Linked DNA regions of Zea mays: region 2 is linked to region 1. The links are chromatin contacts, called in public Hi-C maps. All regions are on one chromosome and are shown on one strand. The core of a region is the stretch at or near the end of the contact, and the rest is flanking DNA. Distances in the headings are between cores, read along the strand shown. Region 1 holds the start of LOC541819 (stomatin 1). Region 2 holds the start of LOC100383037.

Evidence for each region. A called contact is a pair of places that touch in the nucleus more often than the background predicts.
Region 2: a contact with region 1 is called in a Hi-C map of leaf, with 5 times the contacts expected there. The contact joins the promoter of LOC100383037 here to the promoter of LOC541819 in region 1. A contact is called at or near these places in 2 of 25 Hi-C or Micro-C datasets (ear and leaf).

Annotation. Positions count from the first base shown.
Region 1 is chr10:79,027,032-79,030,470 of Zm-B73-REFERENCE-NAM-5.0, forward strand. LOC541819 (stomatin 1) reads right to left here and starts at 1,799. Exons shown (of 9, transcript NM_001111500.1): 1 at 1,503-1,799; 2 at 1,168-1,414. The coding sequence starts at 1,639.
Region 2 is chr10:79,406,814-79,410,252 of Zm-B73-REFERENCE-NAM-5.0, forward strand. LOC100383037 reads left to right here and starts at 1,605. Exons shown (of 7, transcript NM_001175714.1): 1 at 1,605-1,900; 2 at 2,838-3,124; 3 at 3,395-3,439. The coding sequence starts at 1,741.

The DNA of each region.
Region 1 (3,439 bases), core at 549-3,048:
CTATTTACTCCTTCCCGGCTTTCATCTACTAGAACTACATCGTCAGCGAAAAGCATACACCAAGGGATATCTTCTTGTATATCCCTCGTGACCTCATCTATCACTTAGGAAAATAGATAAGGGTTCAAAGCTGAACCTTGATGTAGTCCTATGTTAATCGGGAAAACATTTGTATCACCATCAATTAACAATCACAACAACTCAGCAGCTAACAAAGTAAACAAAGATTGGGCCAACAAACATTAGATCGCAAGAAAAGAATTTACAGTCACAACAACTCATCATCACATAAAGCTTTCCCATAAAAAAACATTGACACTGAATTGGGTTTTGATTAGATGCAAATATCTACAAAAGCACTAGTCTAAAAGTTCATGCATGGGAATTGTGTGGGATCTTGAACTTGCTGCAGTCATTGAGAATGTGCCTAGGCATCTTGATGACGAATGGTGGTACAATATACAATGTAGTTTAGCCAGAAGGATACAATATCATTGAACCCATACAAAAGAGTGCACAAGAGTATCAATCTGCATCCATTGTCCCAGGCATTACAATGAACTCCATAATAACTACCCAACTCATACTAGGCAAAGTGGCAATGTCTACCAACAACAGGGTGCCTTATCCTGAATTCCAGATTCAAGGAGGTACTGAATCATCATTGGAAATGGCCTGAGCTTTGCTTTGCGAATGGTCATATAACCTAAATATTTTTGTCTTGGGATTTATAAAATGGCATCATCGTATGTTGCAGAGACAAGTCAGGTGTTGAAGAGAGACCCAGTGTCAACTAATGCATGCAAAATAAGATTTGACACCGAAATTTCACTGTTTAGGCTTCACAACACAAAGTCATTCAATTTTATATACTACACAAACCAAAACAGGAAACAAGAAATCATGAAATTCGCATAGAAACCATCCTTAATGCATCACAGTGTTCCAACCATCTTCAATTGAAAGTTCAATTAACTAAATACAGGAGCCACCTATACTACACCAGGCAAATCACAAGCTGGATCAATTCAGTTGACACTAACTTTTACCGTATGAAGTGTCACATCCACCCATCCCTGATGGCCTGATCTACCGGCAACAACTGAACCCTCAACAATTTGTGTGCATACCGCACAGGCACAGGCGAACAAGGGGAGGCAGTATTACCTTGACATAGATGACGCTGTCAATCTGTATGGTGACGTTGTCCTTGGTGATGGCGTTCTGGTGAGGGATAGGGATGGTCTCTTCCTTGAGCGAGTGCACGTAGGCAATACGGTCGACGGCGGGGATCAGGAGGTGGAACCCGGAGCCGAGGGTCTTGAGATACTTCCCGAATCTCTCCACAACGTAAGCCTTCTTCTCCGGAACTATGCTCACGCCCCAGTTCACCGGCGGCTCCGGTGGATCGAACCTGAGAAAAACACACATCCAGAGGCGTCAGTCTTAAATTGCATTGCAGAAGGTTGAACAGAGAATGGGGGAAGTGAGTAGGGTTTTACATAGAGCTGTCGTCTCGGGGGTTGAAGCGGGAGAACGAGCGGGACAAGGCGGGGGCGGAGCCGGCGGCGGCGAAATGGCGCGGGAGGAGGAGGAGCTGGCGCGCGGGTACGGCAGATCGCCGGAGTAGGCTTGCCATCGTCGTCGTCGGCGGCGGCGGCGGCGGCGATGGGGGATGGATTCGGTGTAGACTGTAGACTTGAGGTTGGAAAGGGGGAAGACGGCGCTTCTCGACTTTGAGTAACAAAGGCCGGGCGTTTCGCTGTGTGCCCGTAGCAATTACAATGGCCGGACCAACTTGTGTTCCAAGATGTGTTGCGACTTCTGTAGCAAGAAAATGGGTAGCACCCAAAAAACATGTTTAGATCTAGTTTAGAAACGGCAATCGCGTTGGTGTTGATCCGGACGTCCATCACTGTGATTTATACCGACGGCGGTACTCTCTGCGAAGCACTAACAGTCTGCGACCGAACGGTTCATGATCTGGCACAAAGGCTAAGGTTTATGCTGACGAGCCGGACGGTTCGCTCGTGCGCAGAGGCAACGAAGTTCGCAACAACACCTGGATCTCGCTCCCGGGAGGGTCCCCGTCGAGGAGGAGAGATTCTAGGGTTTGTCTTTGGGTTGGTAGGCCACCCAAGGGCCAAGATGCCTCTAAACGACGTAGAGTCGGAGAGATGTGAAGATTAGAGAGAGAAAACTATGTTACTGTCGACTCCTAGGAAAAAATGTAAAGAACGAAAGATATATTGATTGTTTGATCGATTGTTGGTGTTTCAATCGGTCGTACCCCTTCAAATATATAAGGAGGGTTTAGACCCGTTCCTAGACATTCTCCAACGACTCCCGCGAGATTAGAGGGATAAACACGTGAAGAGATAGAAGTTTAACTGTCCGATCTAATCATATTGCGGACCGTCGACGCCTATAGACGGACTCTCCGCAGGCCGGACTGTCCGGGCCTCAATGCCGGACCGTCCGGCCATGGCTAGTTGCCACAAATGGTGCTCAACACATGCCCACTGCTTTTTGGGGAAGCTGAGCGAACCAAAAGCACTGGTGCAGGCTGAAATCTACTCGATGTGACAACATCTGCTTTAAGTGTATTGCTAAATATTAGGATGATATTGTTGTGTGAATGTGTGATCTTGTAACGGCCTTGATCGGACGGTCGCCTTCGATGCCGCTAAGATAGTCTTGATCAACTCGTCATCCTGCTTACCTAATTTTTTGCGTGCTCAGGCGAGGCTCCACAGTCGACCAGATCCTCTCTCAGTAGGTCCTCCTCCTCAATGTTACCTTTGTCCACAGGTGTTGTGCGCCGTCAGAGGTTTCCTGGTGAGGTGCGGACGGTCCGGACTCAGGGGTCGGACGGTTCGCTCTGTGCTCGGACGGTTTGGCTGCTGGAGTCGAACGGTCTGCCGTATCTGCAGAGAGTTGCATAGCTGTTGTTTCGTCTTCTGTCTTCGTGGCCGCTTGAGTTGCATCGACGGCCTTCGGTCTCCACCTCTTTTTGTGGTGGTGGGGTACTGCGGATGTGTATCATTAAATATTTTCTCTACCTCTTCTTCTCTACTCTCCTTTGTTCTCAGGCAATGCAATTTGCGCTTTTAAGACCGTGTTAGGCCCGATGAACATCATCGGGGCATGGAGTATTTCGGGTTAACTGCTTTGTTGTTGCTCCTGTATCTTTCTCCTCATTTGTCTTGGGCGATTTACAATAAATCATCGACCCTTCATTGTTCCCCTGTATGACGATATCCGTTGTACCTATCTTGATGATATCTTTGTATATCGTCCTCTTGGTGCTCATATATATTTTCTCTCCATGTTCCCATGTCGGATCGGTCGATGAGTAGTCCGACAATCTTGATGGACCTGTGTCTGGTGACCAAATTGAGGTGAACCCAGTCGGTCTTGCACTGGTGGTCCCAACCTA
Region 2 (3,439 bases), core at 355-2,854, 380 kb after region 1:
CGGGTACATGTGTTGGTAACTCATTAAAAATGGGCCCGACTGGGGCTGGCCCGGACGGTCCGCGCTCATGTGCGGACGGTCCGAGCATGTGCAGATCGGCTGATTTGCTGCCGATTTGCGGTTGCTCAGGGTATGTGTCCATCGGCATCCCATAAAGGGGTTGTGACTGGTCGCGACAACCTATAGCCGATGTATTACGTGTGTTACCCCCTAATTCAACCTCGTGCGAAGGAAAATTTGCGATATTAGATTTATCAAATGCACGTACTAGTTTCCTATAATCGTTTTGCATACCCCCTATGATATTTTGCACTTGTTCACGCTGTTCATCTACATAATTTCTGAAAGATTGTAGCTCGTTTGTATTACTTACATTAGGGATATCTGGTGTGGGTCGGAGCGAAGCCGGATCCGTCGCCCGATGTCGGACGACCTTGTTGTTCCTGTCCAGTTTGAAGTTGGCCAAGAACTTTGCTTTCGCCTCTTGGATCATCTGCTCCTTGTGCTCCTCGAACTAGAGCTGTTCGTCAGCCGGCAAGGTCTCCCAAGTCGGCTCTATGATGTTGCTTGGGGAAATATCAGAGTTATCTCTTGAACCGGCCATTGAGGACCGATTTGATGAGTCTATATTTGTTGTCCCCAGCGGAGTCGCCAAAAAGTATGTTGACGCATTTTTGGAGTGCCAAACACTCAACAAGAATCGTGGCGGTGCTCTCTGGTCAGGCGCGGACGGTCCGCGGCACAGGGCCGAATGGTCCGTGACCTAGCGCAGAGGCTAGGGTTCCCTGCCTAACGGCAGGACGGTCCGCGCCCTAAGGCCGGACGGTCCGCACGTGCACAGGGGCGGCGGAGAATCGCCAGCGGCGCTTGGATCTCGCTCCCAGAAGGGACCCCGTCGGGGAGGAGAGATCCTAGGTGGTGTCTAGGCTCGGGTAGACCGACCTAGACTCCTCTAATCGACGTAGAGTCGAGGAGAGACGGAGAATTTAGGGATTGAAAGGCTAAACTAGAACTAGACTAGAACTACTCCTAAGAATAAATGTAAATTGTATTGATTGTGGGTTCGATTGATTGCCTCTAATCGGCCGTAATCCTCTGCTTTTATAGAGGAGGGGGGCTGGAACCGTTACCAACAAAACTCCGAGTAAATTCCGTGATTCTCGCCAACAAACACAGCGAAAAACTCGGAACCCTAATCTGTTCTGCGCATGCGCGGACCCTTCGGTCCACAGGCGCGGACCGTTCGGACCGTGGACCGTCCGACCTTAGGGCCGAATCTTCCGCCGACTCAAATTGATGCCCAACGTATAGATTGTTAGAATTTAAGTTCGTTTATATCCTTTCTCAATGTAAAACTATCCTAGAATCAAAATTTATATCACGCGCAGAGCGCGTGCTATCCACTAGTGCAAATGCAATGCAATGCAATGCGGTCTGCGAACTGCGTTCTGAGTGGTTCCAGCGGCAGTGGCAGAGTCGTAATACGGCGCTTGGACTGGGGACTGGGGACCATCCGTTTACGCTGCGCCTACGCGGCAGCGGCCGTGGGGCGGCTATATGAGAGGGAATTCATCGACACAGTAGTTTCTTCCGCACCACGTCTCCTACACTCCTCCGCCTGCCGTCCTGTCCTGCGCCCTTACTCCTCGGACGCCCCCCACGCCACCAATCCCCAACCCCCCATTCCGCACTCCCCTCTCCCTGCCCCGCCGCGCTTCCTTCGCTGCTAAAGCGGCTGCGATGGCGCTCTGGGCGCTGCCGGTCGGCTTCCGCTTCCACCCCACCGACGAGGAGCTCGTCAGCCACTACCTCAAGGGCAAGATCACCGGCCAGATCAACTCCGAGGCCGAGGTCATCCCCGAGATCGACATCTGCAAGTGCGAGCCGTGGGACCTCCCAGGTACTTACTCGCCTCTGCTGCCTCATCGCCCGCCGTCTCTGCTCTCGTTTTTTTATCCGTTCCTCGCTTTTTCTTTTGTGCTATGTGGTCGTACACGGGATTTCCAACTACTTCTTTGCGATACTCAGTGCTGCATTTTTTTTCTCTCATCAGGATTCGCCTTCCGGTTGGTGCCCGATTTCGGGGTCTTTTATTCGGTTTGCACTCGCTTGACTGTGTTAACTGTGTTAGAATATAATATAAGTGAATTGCCCACCTCCTATCAGCTTAAGCTTTTGGATTGAATTAGTTGGTGCATGTAACTTAATATGGTATTAGAACCAGAGGTCTCGAGTTTGAATTCTGGTTAGCACAATTAAACAAAATAATTGTTGCTCGCTCCTATATTACACGTTAAAGATCCAAAAGAGGCTCGACGTGAGGAGGATTGTTAAAATATAATATAAATGAATTGCCCACCTCCTATTAGTTTAAACTGAGTTGAATTGGTTGGTACATGGACTGAATCTCACCATTTCGGCCAATCCGTTTCCCACTATCGCGATTCTCTCTCCTCCGTGTTTCCGTCGCCACCTACCACGTGAACCTTCCTGTCGCGTGTGTGCTGAAAGGCCGAGCAGACTACAATCCGCTGCTTACCTCTGTTCTGTTCTGTCTCGCGATTACTTGCACTAGAGAGAGAGATTTGTTTCGCCTTGCTGTGCTGGTTCGATGCGATTCTCTCGGACTCCGCTAAATCATTTTAGTTAAAAAAATACCGCGCTCCCTTTCCAAGATGCGATTTGATTTGGTGCGATGCAGCTGAACAAAATCCTTGTGCTGATTCATTTTTGTCGTTCCGCGCGTGTCGACTCGAGCCAAAACTCCCGGGAAACATTATTCCGCTTTCCTGATCCGGTGGTACCGATGAGATGTGAATGTGATTATGCCAATGCAGGTAAGTCTCTGATCCGGTCCGACGATCCTGAGTGGTTCTTCTTGGCGCCCAAGGACCGCAAGTACCCCAACGGTAGCAGGTCGAACAGGGCCACCGTGGCCGGGTACTGGAAGGCTACTGGCCCGGACAGGAACATCAAGTCCAAGGGCGACAAGAGCAAACAGTTTACCATCGGCAAGAAGAAGACCCTTGTCTTCCACCGTGGACGCGCCCCGAAGGGCGAGCGCACAGGGTGGATTATGCACGAGTACCGCACCACCGAGCCTCAGTTCGAGTCTGGCAAGCAGGTACGGAGCTATTGTTGTTAGTGTTTCTACCGTATGTCTGATTTGTACTTTATTAGTACTTAAGTCTGTCTTTGAGAAATATAAGATACTAGTCTGTTCACTGAAGAATGTGGCCTTAAACACTAGTTTGATTTCAGGTGGGTGAAAGAATTGTTCTAATCATCTTCTCAATTAGTTTATGTACAGTGTAATCACATTGTAATGATTTTTTAGATCTCATGGCAAATGTTTACCAACATTACATGGTGTTTATGTATCTTATTCTTTCAGGGTGGTTATGTTCTTTATCGCCTCTTCTGGAAACCAGAGGAGAAA